2 separate regions of the Canis lupus genome follow, and region 2 is linked to region 1. The links are chromatin contacts, called in public Hi-C maps. All regions are on one chromosome and are shown on one strand. The core of a region is the stretch at or near the end of the contact, and the rest is flanking DNA. Distances in the headings are between cores, read along the strand shown.

Region 1 (4,585 bases), core at 57-2,556:
GGGGCCCAGGCTGGTCTGCCCTTCTGGATCCTGTCCTGGCACCACTGGTTTCTGGATGTGCTTGAGTGAAATAAGGGTTGGGGCTCTCAGACCTCCATGACTATATTGGTTCTCTCCTTCAGGGGATGGTTATGGAAACCACATGGCCTGAGAGGCATAGTGGCAAGTGCTGAGGCTATAAGGAGCTCTTGATCTTGGATGAGTCACATGGTGGAGGATATCCTTATGAGTGGACGATGGCGTTTGGCCCAGAGTGAGAAGAGGCACACACAAGAACAGGTTGGGAGAATCAGAGAATTCTTCTTAGAGGAGGTGGTGGTGCTATATCCCATGAGGGCATTAATAGTGAAAGTGTAGTTGGGCAGCGATTTGTTTTTGCGTCCAGAGGAAGAATGGAGACCTCAAATGACACCCCACTGACTAGGTGTCTAGAGCATATCTTCTGGGCTTGTGCTTACATGTTCTGGTGTGTGTACTAGAGGAGGGGCCTCCACCAGGCCTAGTATCTATTCTCAGGACTTGTGGTATGTCTGCAGATGAGATTGCTTGATTTGGAAATCTTAATGTCTTGGGGCATAATATGTGACCCTGGGAGCGACAGCCTGGGTGAGATCCCAAGGACAAGAAAGTCACAGGACCTGACCAAGTTGGAGATTTCTGTGTGGCCTGATCTGCTACAGGGCATCTTTCCCTATTCTGGGAAGGCAGCCTCACACCTAGTATTCCATATAGATGTGCATCACAGAATCCAGGGCAGTCAGATACAGACCCAGCATCTCCCACCACAAATGAGCTGAAGGAAAGTCTTTCTTGTCCTGATTCTGCTCTGATCGTAAGTCTAAGATGAGAGGGGCTGCCCGTGCCTTTCTTCTGTGGTTAGAGAGAGCAATGCCCCCATTTGCTTCCCTTAACCTCTTAAGAGTGTCTTGAGGATATCACAGCCAGTGGTATAAAATCCGAAACAGGTTTCTCCCCCCCACACGTGAAAGGTCCAGAGCCTTAGCCATTCCTATCTCCTCTCCCCCAATCCCAGTCTTCACTTTGTTTCTCTCTTCCTCTTTCCTCCCTTTCCATAGCTCCCTGCAGACCCCTGCCAGAAATGCCCCTCAACCCCTTAAACCTTCCCCTTCAATCTAGTCCCATGCCAGAGAGCACAGACAGTTTTCTCTCCCATAGCCTTTCCTTTGCCTGATAGTAACCCCTTCCACAGCTGATGTCACCTCTGCCCTGCAGTGACACAGCAGCTGAGCTGGGCAGAGCAGGGCCACAAGGTCCAGAGGGCAGCTGGCTGTGTCCTGAGCCAAGCTTTCCTCTGTGTCCTCTCCACTAGCCTCTTCCAGCCAAGAGTCTGCTGCTTTCCCATTCTGTCCCTCCAAACCAATGTGTCCACCTGGGGATTGAGTGTTAACTGTGCCTCCATGTGCCCAGCAGAAGGTCAGAGCTGTGCTTTGCATGGGGGGCAGAATGGAGCCAGATTTCACGGATCCCCCCCTGGGGAGCTCAGCTCACAGATTTCTAAGAGAAACAAGACAAAGCATATTAATCAAGTGGACAAGATAGTATCTGATAATGGCAGAGTGAAAACACGTCAAGTGGAATACAGGTTCAGGAAATGGAGAGAGACCCTTCCTAATAGAGATGCCCTAGAACTGGTTAGAAATAGATGGGCTTGGAACAGACTCATTTAGCATCTTTTCAGTGCCTACTTACATGCACTGTGCTAAGTGCTTTTACGGTCTATTAATATTTACCCCTATATTTAGTCTTATTTTGCAAGGCTCAGAAAAGTTGTGCTAGCTCGGGGTTTTGGGGGTACGGTGTGATATGGTAGAAATAGTACCCTGCTGGGTGTGTGTGGTAGGTACTTCACAGATTGTCTAGCAAGGGGTTATTTCCGAGCACAGAACAAACATGCTAAGCTGAGAGTGAGTAGGAGACTTGATGGTCCCATCTCTCTTCTGCCCTCCCACCACTGCTCCCATGGTCCCATCCAGGCTCCATAAACCCTGAAACCTAAGGTCTGGCCCCTGGGCAAATTACAGTCTGGAAGACCCTGTGGTCACCCAGAGGCATCTCCCTTCAACTCCACCTCCCACTCCATTTTTCTTCTCTTTTTTCCCCACCCAGGAGGGAAAAGGGAAAATCTCATGCTTGTCTTCAGCTTCAGCTTACCATTTAAGGTGTAACTTAATATAATCATGGTGGATTTCCAGGCTATTTCTCTGTTGCTCCCACTTCAGAATTTGGCTGGATTCTCTTTTAAAGCCTAGAGTTATTGCTGTTTATTTACCTTGGGGACTCTGGATTTGCAATGTCATCTGGTCCAGACATGCTCTTGCAGAATTGTTGGTTTCCTCATGACCTCCTTTTAAGCAGTAGCCTAGAGAGCCAGCTGAATTCATCCCATCCCTCCCAAGCCTGTCTTTTAGCTGAGAACCAGCCAGGGAGAGAGAGGAGCCAAATCCAGAGCCCCATATATAGTAGGCCCCAGCCCCAAGAGCACTCAGGGAGGCCCACAGGGGCCATTGACCCAGTCAGTCCCTGCCAAGCTGGGTACCCAGTAGTCTTCTCCCCTAACACCCTCCTTACCAAACCTCTGCTTTCCCTAGACAAGTGCCAGCTTCTTCATTCTGACCTCCCCACCCCCGCCCGGGTCTCTGGACCACCTGACAAAGCTATGGCTGCCCCAGCATGTACTTGATCTTGGCTGAGGCCAGAACCATACTGCCAACCACTCAGGTGCTTGGGGAAGGTCACCTGAGGCAGTGGGGGCCCCAGTAAAAAGATGGGGGCCCGGTGCTGGCCTACTAACTTCCTGCCAGGGCAGGCTGGCACCTGAGCCTGTACTTCAGGACTAAAGTCAACACACAGCTAATCCGATCACCACCTTCAAGTTCCCAGGTTTATAAGCAAGAAGGAACCAAATACAGAGACATGGAAAAGGTAGGGCTTGCTTGGGAGAATGCTTGTATCTGGATTAATCCAGGAGAATACTGAGTTGGATGCAGGTTATGGGAGGAGCCTATTCTCTGGTGGGGGTAGCAGGATGCACTCAGCACATGAGGTGAGAAGTATGGAACACAGATGACATTTGGCAGAGCAAGGGCTGTGTGAAGACTAAGGCTGTCCCTTCTTAGAAATAAGGTATGGAGGCCATGAAAATGATTTCATAGACCTCCAACTATGTACACTTGACCAAGAGCGTTCACCTGGACCAGACTTCCAGGTGAGCAGCCTGGGAACTTCCACTTCCTAGGAGCTGTTTAGCAACGATATGAAAGTGGCCCCATCCAGGGAGACCACAGAACTCTCCTGATGGTTTATTTTGGCTCCCTGAAGGCCTCTGCAAATCTTCCTCAGACTAACTATGCTGCAGAAATCCACCCAACCTTCCCACTCTCTCTCCTTCACTGAGGGGCAGATTTACTTCTTGGTCTGACAGCTCTCCTAGGCTTCCTTGGCGCCCTCCCTGTCTTCTCTCACAGGTGTTTGCCTTCCTCAAAACCTCACAACTGCCACCCAACCTTGGTGTCTGCTTCTCAGAAGACTCAGATCAACACAGAAGTCTACAAGGTCTCCAGAATGATAAATCCTGTAGGTTAAGAACTGTTAGTAGGGCCTGTCGTGAACCTTTAGAGTCACCTAGAAGAAAAGAATAAGCAACTGGAAGGAGCCTGGGAGAGGACCGGTCTCTGGACCCTCCCAATGCCAATCCCTCCAAACTGGTTTGTCCTTTGCTGAGTGGGACCGGGCAAGGGTTATGCTGCCACCTGGTGGCCACGGTAGGTAGGCAAAACACCTTTGCATCTTCCCGCTTTGTTCCGTAACTGCTCAAGATGGTGCCAGTTGAGAATTTGCTGGAGTCCATTTCTCCCCCATTTACAGCATTAATTGTAGGTATTGACGCCCAAATCATATGCCCAAATGTTCTTCCTTTGAAACTAGCACCATAGTTGCACACGTCTGTGAATATAGGGAAAACTATTGAATTGTGTACTTTAAATGGGTGAATTGCATGGTATGTGAATTATAGCTCAATAAAGCTTTTTTTTAAAAACCAGCACCAGGGTGCCTGGGTGGTTCAGTGGTTGAGAGTCTGCATTTGGCTTGGGTCGTGATCCCCTGGGTTCTGGGATGGAGTCCCTCCGCCTATGTCTCTGCCTCGCTCTGTGTCTCTCATGGATAAATAAATAAAAACTAAAAACAAAAAACCAGCACCGTAAGAGGAATTGGAATCAAGTGAGGCTTTTAGAACATGAAGATAAGGATGGCTGGTTTCAGTTTCTTAGGACATCCCCAAACAGATAAGCAAGAAGTTCATACAGTACATATTCAGTACTTGATAAATAACTTGATAAATTATTTGTATAGTTTTTTTTAAAGATTTATTTATTTATTCATGATAGACATAGAGAGAGAGAGAGAGAGAGAGAGAGAGAGAGAGAGGCAGAGACACAGGAGGAGGGAGAAGCAGGCTCCATGCCGGGAGCCTGATGTGGGACTCAATCCCAGGACTCCAGGATTGCGCCCTGGGCCAAAGGCAGGCGCTAAACCACTGAGCCACCCAGGGATCCCCCATTTGTAT
Region 2 (4,830 bases), core at 170-2,669, 75 kb before region 1:
AAGAAAAGGAATTAGGATAGATGAATATAGTTATTGTGTCTACCTGTGCCAGTTCTGGGGTGGGAAGCACACTTTCCCCTACTGTACTTTCTTCACAGGTTCTTAGAGACAAGGCCAGCAGTTCTCTTTAAAACAGCGCTTTGGGATGTGGAAAAACCATGAACATGGAGAGTCATTAGATGACACAGGTGCTTAAGACAAGTTCTAGAGATCAAGGTGGCAGGTTACTGCTACTATTAATAAATTATATTTATTAAATACCATGTACCAGGCAGGTTGCTAAGGACTTTAATCTCATTGGAATTTTATAACAGATGTCAGAGGCAGGTATGACCACCTCCTATTATAAATAAAGGTTCAGAAAGGTTAGATTACCTTTTTAAATGTCCCATCATTGATGACTTGTTAAATGAGGAATCAAACTCAGTTCTGAATGATGCCAAAAATAGCCAGATCGCCCCTGTTCCCTAACTGGGATGATTGGTACATAAAAGGAAGACAGTGGGGGGCTGGTGCTAGGGAACTATGAATCTGCGGAGTCAGAGTTTTTGCCAAAATTGGGCAAGAGAAAATGCCAAACAGAGGTCTGCTTAGTAAGCGTCTAAAAGATACAGATGAGTTTACTCATTAAACAGTGCTCTTATTTCTTAGAGAAATCACTGGCATGGAATAGATTCTCACCATTTGCTGTTATTGAACTGAAAAATAGAAGTGCTATTTGCAGAGTCCTGCAAGAACTGATTCCTCTTAGACTATTTTTTCTCTTCCAAATTTTGTGTAGACGAACCACCACTGATCTTCAGGAGAGCTTTTTAAAGACAGATGACTGGACCCTTCCTCAAATTTATGAGTCAGAGTTTCTCTGGGTAGGATTGAATCTGGGAATTGGAATCTTTTAAAGTGTTCCCCCTGGTGATTCTGTTGGGCAGCCAGCTTTGAGAACTATTGAATTAAATGATCCAAAATGAGATACTCGGGTTAGGGAATGACTTTCTTTACTGCAATGGATCTTATTTGAGGTGCTAGGGAAGTTCTGTCTGGCAGAAAGAACTGGCTTCCTTTCTTAACCTCTCCCACTTCCTAATCCCTTGTGCCCCCACCCTGTACTTTCTCTTCCCTGTCCCCGGATTTTTCTACCCTAAACTAGCTGGAAAGTGACACTGAGAACAGCAGCGCCACATGGTGGAGAAAAATAATCTAGTGCTACAAAAAGTGCAGGTCGCTGTCGTAAAAAAAAAAAAAAAAAAAAAAAAAAAAAAAAAAAAAAAAAAAAATCGCTAGGGCTGCAATTGCCACTTTGTCCTGCAGAGTGCACCACTTCCTTATGTTTTTAGGTGAGGAAGTTTCTTTCCCTTACCTGTGGGTGGATCTCAGTAAACATCCCCTAGAAGGCATGGAGTGGAACATCCTTGCCAGATCAGAAATCAAAACCCTCCATGCTGTGAAACTAGAATAAACTTGGGAGACACTCAGTGCACAGGCATGCACAGGCCTTCTGCTGAGGTTAAAAGTCAACCTCAATGACAGTCTTGGTAGGGATGAGACTATGGTAATCCCCAAGTCAATGTGTGACTTTATAAGAACTGTCTGGGTGCCTGAGCGGCTCAGTCGGTTGAGCATCTGTCTTCCACTCAGGTCATGATCCCAGGGTCCTGGGATGGAGCCCCATGTCAGGCTCCCTGCTCAGAGGAGAACCTGCTTCTCCCTCTGCCCCTCCCCCTACTCGTGCTCTTTCTTTCTCTCTCTCTCAAATAAATAAATAAAATATTTTAAAAATATATAAGAACATGTATATGTGGGGTAGTACCTGATATAAGATATGTCTCGTAGTTATATTTTAAAATGGTACATATAAGTCAGGCATTAATAGATCAAGCCTCTTGTTAGGTGATATTTCCACCCAATGACACATGGGTTTATATTGGTGGAACAGGTTGGATCACTGATCATGCATCTTTTGACTGATTCTTACCAGGCTAAGTCTCTTTCTGTCTGTCTCTTTCTTTCACACACATACACTCACATTTTTCTGATACTTATATTCAGACATGTTTTTCCAAGGCTTAGTCATGTTTAGTGACATCTAGCTACATTAATACCATAAGAAAAAGATGTGCTAAAGTTTATATAAATCCACCAGTCTACCTGATTGCATTACCTGCTTGTTTTCTAATAGCTGTACATAGGCTACAGAGTTCAGAGGTAACTCTAGAAGTCTTCAGACCTCTGCAGATTTGCATAAGATTTCCTGGTAGATGGTGGCATGACTTTGTTTCTCTATGACTGAGTCTTCAGCCTCTAGGTTTTCTCAACCAAGGGTTTCTAAAGTTATCCTGGTAGCCAGGATAGCATGGCTTAGTGTAATGGTTTCCTCATAGTTTTGTTTGCTCTGACAGTTTGCTGTCTTCCTACCTAGAATGTAAGCCTTTGACTGCAGGCTCAAAGCCTAGATCTCTGATATCCCTCAAATTCTCGCTTCACACATTGTTAGACGTGCTCTACTTGCTCAATATAAATGTTTAGGTTGGATGATGAGGAAAGGTGTGTTGACAGAGCAAGAAGTAAAGGAGAACCAGGAGAAAGAGAGAAAGAGAAAAGTAATGTTTCTAAAAGACTGACTTAACTGGCCAGTGAAAGGAAGTAGTTGAGGAAAAGAAAAATGGAAATAAAGAGGAAATTAGAGTCTAGTTGTTGATTTTTTTTTAAGTGAAAATGGGATTATAAATGATAGTAATTTATACTATACTATACATACCATGAGAAGATGTTCATGGTCAGTATAGGGAGAAGTAAGACTTCCTCACCAGTTGAAGACCACGTGGAACGGTACAAGGAATATCCTGTAAAAGAAAGTTGTAATTTCCAGGATGGGTTCAGATTGGTGGATGAGTCTGCAGATTTAATAGGCCACATTTAAAATTCTTCCTGAATGTTACAATCAAATATTGAATACCAAAATCATTTTAATCTTGCTTTATTATTTTGTAAAGTTGAGCCGGTTTAGGGCGCCTGGGTGGCTCAGTTGGTTAAGGGGCCAACTCTTGATTTCAGCTCAGGTCATGATCTCAGGGTCCTGGGATGGAGCCCCGGGTCATCTGGCTCCCCATCAGTGGGGAGTCTTCTTGTCCCTCTGCCCCTCTCCCTGCTAGTGCTCTCTCTCTCTTTCAAATAAATAAAATCTTAAAAACAAAAACAAAAAACAGTTGAGCTAGGTTAGTGTCCACTAAGATTTGAAAGATTTCTGCTTTTGCTTTAGCTTCTTAAATATAGCGAATGAAAGAGAAATACCTTGGGGCACTTGGCTGGGTCAGTCAGTACAGCAAATAATTCTGGATCTTAGGGTCTTGAGTTCAAGCCCAATGTTGGGCATAAAGCTTAAAAAAAGAAAAGAAAAGAAAAACAGACAGCCTCAAATGACAAGTAGTCTTGCTGACACTCTCACCCGTGAATTACATTTTCCAGAGAACCTTATTCTATTTTAATACTTAATAGATATTTGGAATTTAGAAAGCATTAAGATTTATCAAAATATCAGCATACTTGGAAAATTGTTGCTTTATTTCTTCTTTTTTTTCCTTGCTTTTTAATTGCATGTATACCTTATAGAGTACATCTGGAGTGTTCTAAAGCAAAACTCAGAATTTTATTACTTTATTCATATCTATTTCTTGTTTAAATAATTGTTTTTTTCTGTCTCTGAAGTGATTATTTTGGTAGCTTTTTATATTGTTTGAGGGAAGAGTGATCCATTGATTTTAGTGGTATAAATGTGAAGACTGAGATCTGAATCAGTGATTTGGTCACAGTTGTAAAGAAAAATAAATAAGTCTAAAACCAGTAAAATCTTAGAATACAGAATACAGGGTAATTGGGTTTCTGATTAACTATGGGTTGATGAAAAGACACTTTTTGTTTGAAATATCTCTAAATTGCCTCGGGGTATTTTCTTGCTTTAATAAGTAGTCTAATGAACATAATTAAATCTTCTCTTACTGATTCAGCATCCTGCAATACCTCAGGATCATTACTCTGAACATAATTTATAATTCTATACTGAATTGTAGCTACAGAAGGAATAAAAGTTTAAGATGACTCCCGGATATTGCTATACTTGAAAAAAATAAATCTCTATGAGCTGTGCAAATCACTGTATGTCCATTCACCTTATGTAAGTAAATCCATGTTACCTGTTGCAAAATAATAGACTATTCAATCCAGAGGAGACTTTTGAGATTATGAAATTCGATGCCATTATTTAAGAAATGAGAAAGCTAAGACCCAGAAAATAGCAAAGAGGATTAGTACAGCTAGACTACAATCAATGTCACTTGATTGCAAATCCAGTGGCCCTTTGACTTCACCATTCAAACGATTTGTGATTCCTGTCATTTGATTCCCTTGCTCCTAAAAGTGCAGAGTCCAGTCTCAAAATTGGTTATTTAGGAGTTTTGGTTAAATGAATGCAAGCTCCACTAACATGGTAGCTCCTTAGGGGCAGAGAATTTTGTCTGTTTTGTTCACTTATGTATTCTCAACATCTCGAACAACAGTACCTGTCCCTGAGAAGGCCTTCGATAAATGTTTGAAGGATTAAAGAATGAAATGAAATTGCAATGTTTATTCTACAGAAGATAACTTGATTTCAAATTCTTTCTTCATCTACTCAGCATCACTAAGACTGGTGGTAGGAAGCTTACAGATTAATTACTGAGTTATAATGCGAAAATGAAAGGAAAAGATAAATATTGTCAAACTTGTCATGGTATGACATTGTAAACTTTTGTCTCACTTTGTTTCTCAGTTTTAAACAGCCAGCATGGGAGAAGTAAG

The links. A called contact is a pair of places that touch in the nucleus more often than the background predicts.
Region 2: a contact with region 1 is called in a Hi-C map of blood, with 5 times the contacts expected there. The contact joins two enhancer-like sites. A contact is called at or near these places in 5 of 9 Hi-C or Micro-C datasets (amygdala, blood, liver and 1 more).

The regions. Positions count from the first base shown.
Region 1 is chr28:13,271,807-13,276,391 of UU_Cfam_GSD_1.0, reverse strand. No RefSeq gene overlaps it. Among named protein-coding and RNA genes, the nearest start is that of PKD2L1, 10 kb to the right of the region's middle. Within about 2 kb of position 1,306, at least 2 of the 20 cell types and tissues checked have an H3K27ac peak or open chromatin away from gene starts, as enhancers often do.
Region 2 is chr28:13,346,745-13,351,574 of UU_Cfam_GSD_1.0, reverse strand. No RefSeq gene overlaps it. Among named protein-coding and RNA genes, the nearest start is that of WNT8B, 27 kb to the left of the region's middle. Within about 2 kb of position 1,419, at least 2 of the 20 cell types and tissues checked have an H3K27ac peak or open chromatin away from gene starts, as enhancers often do.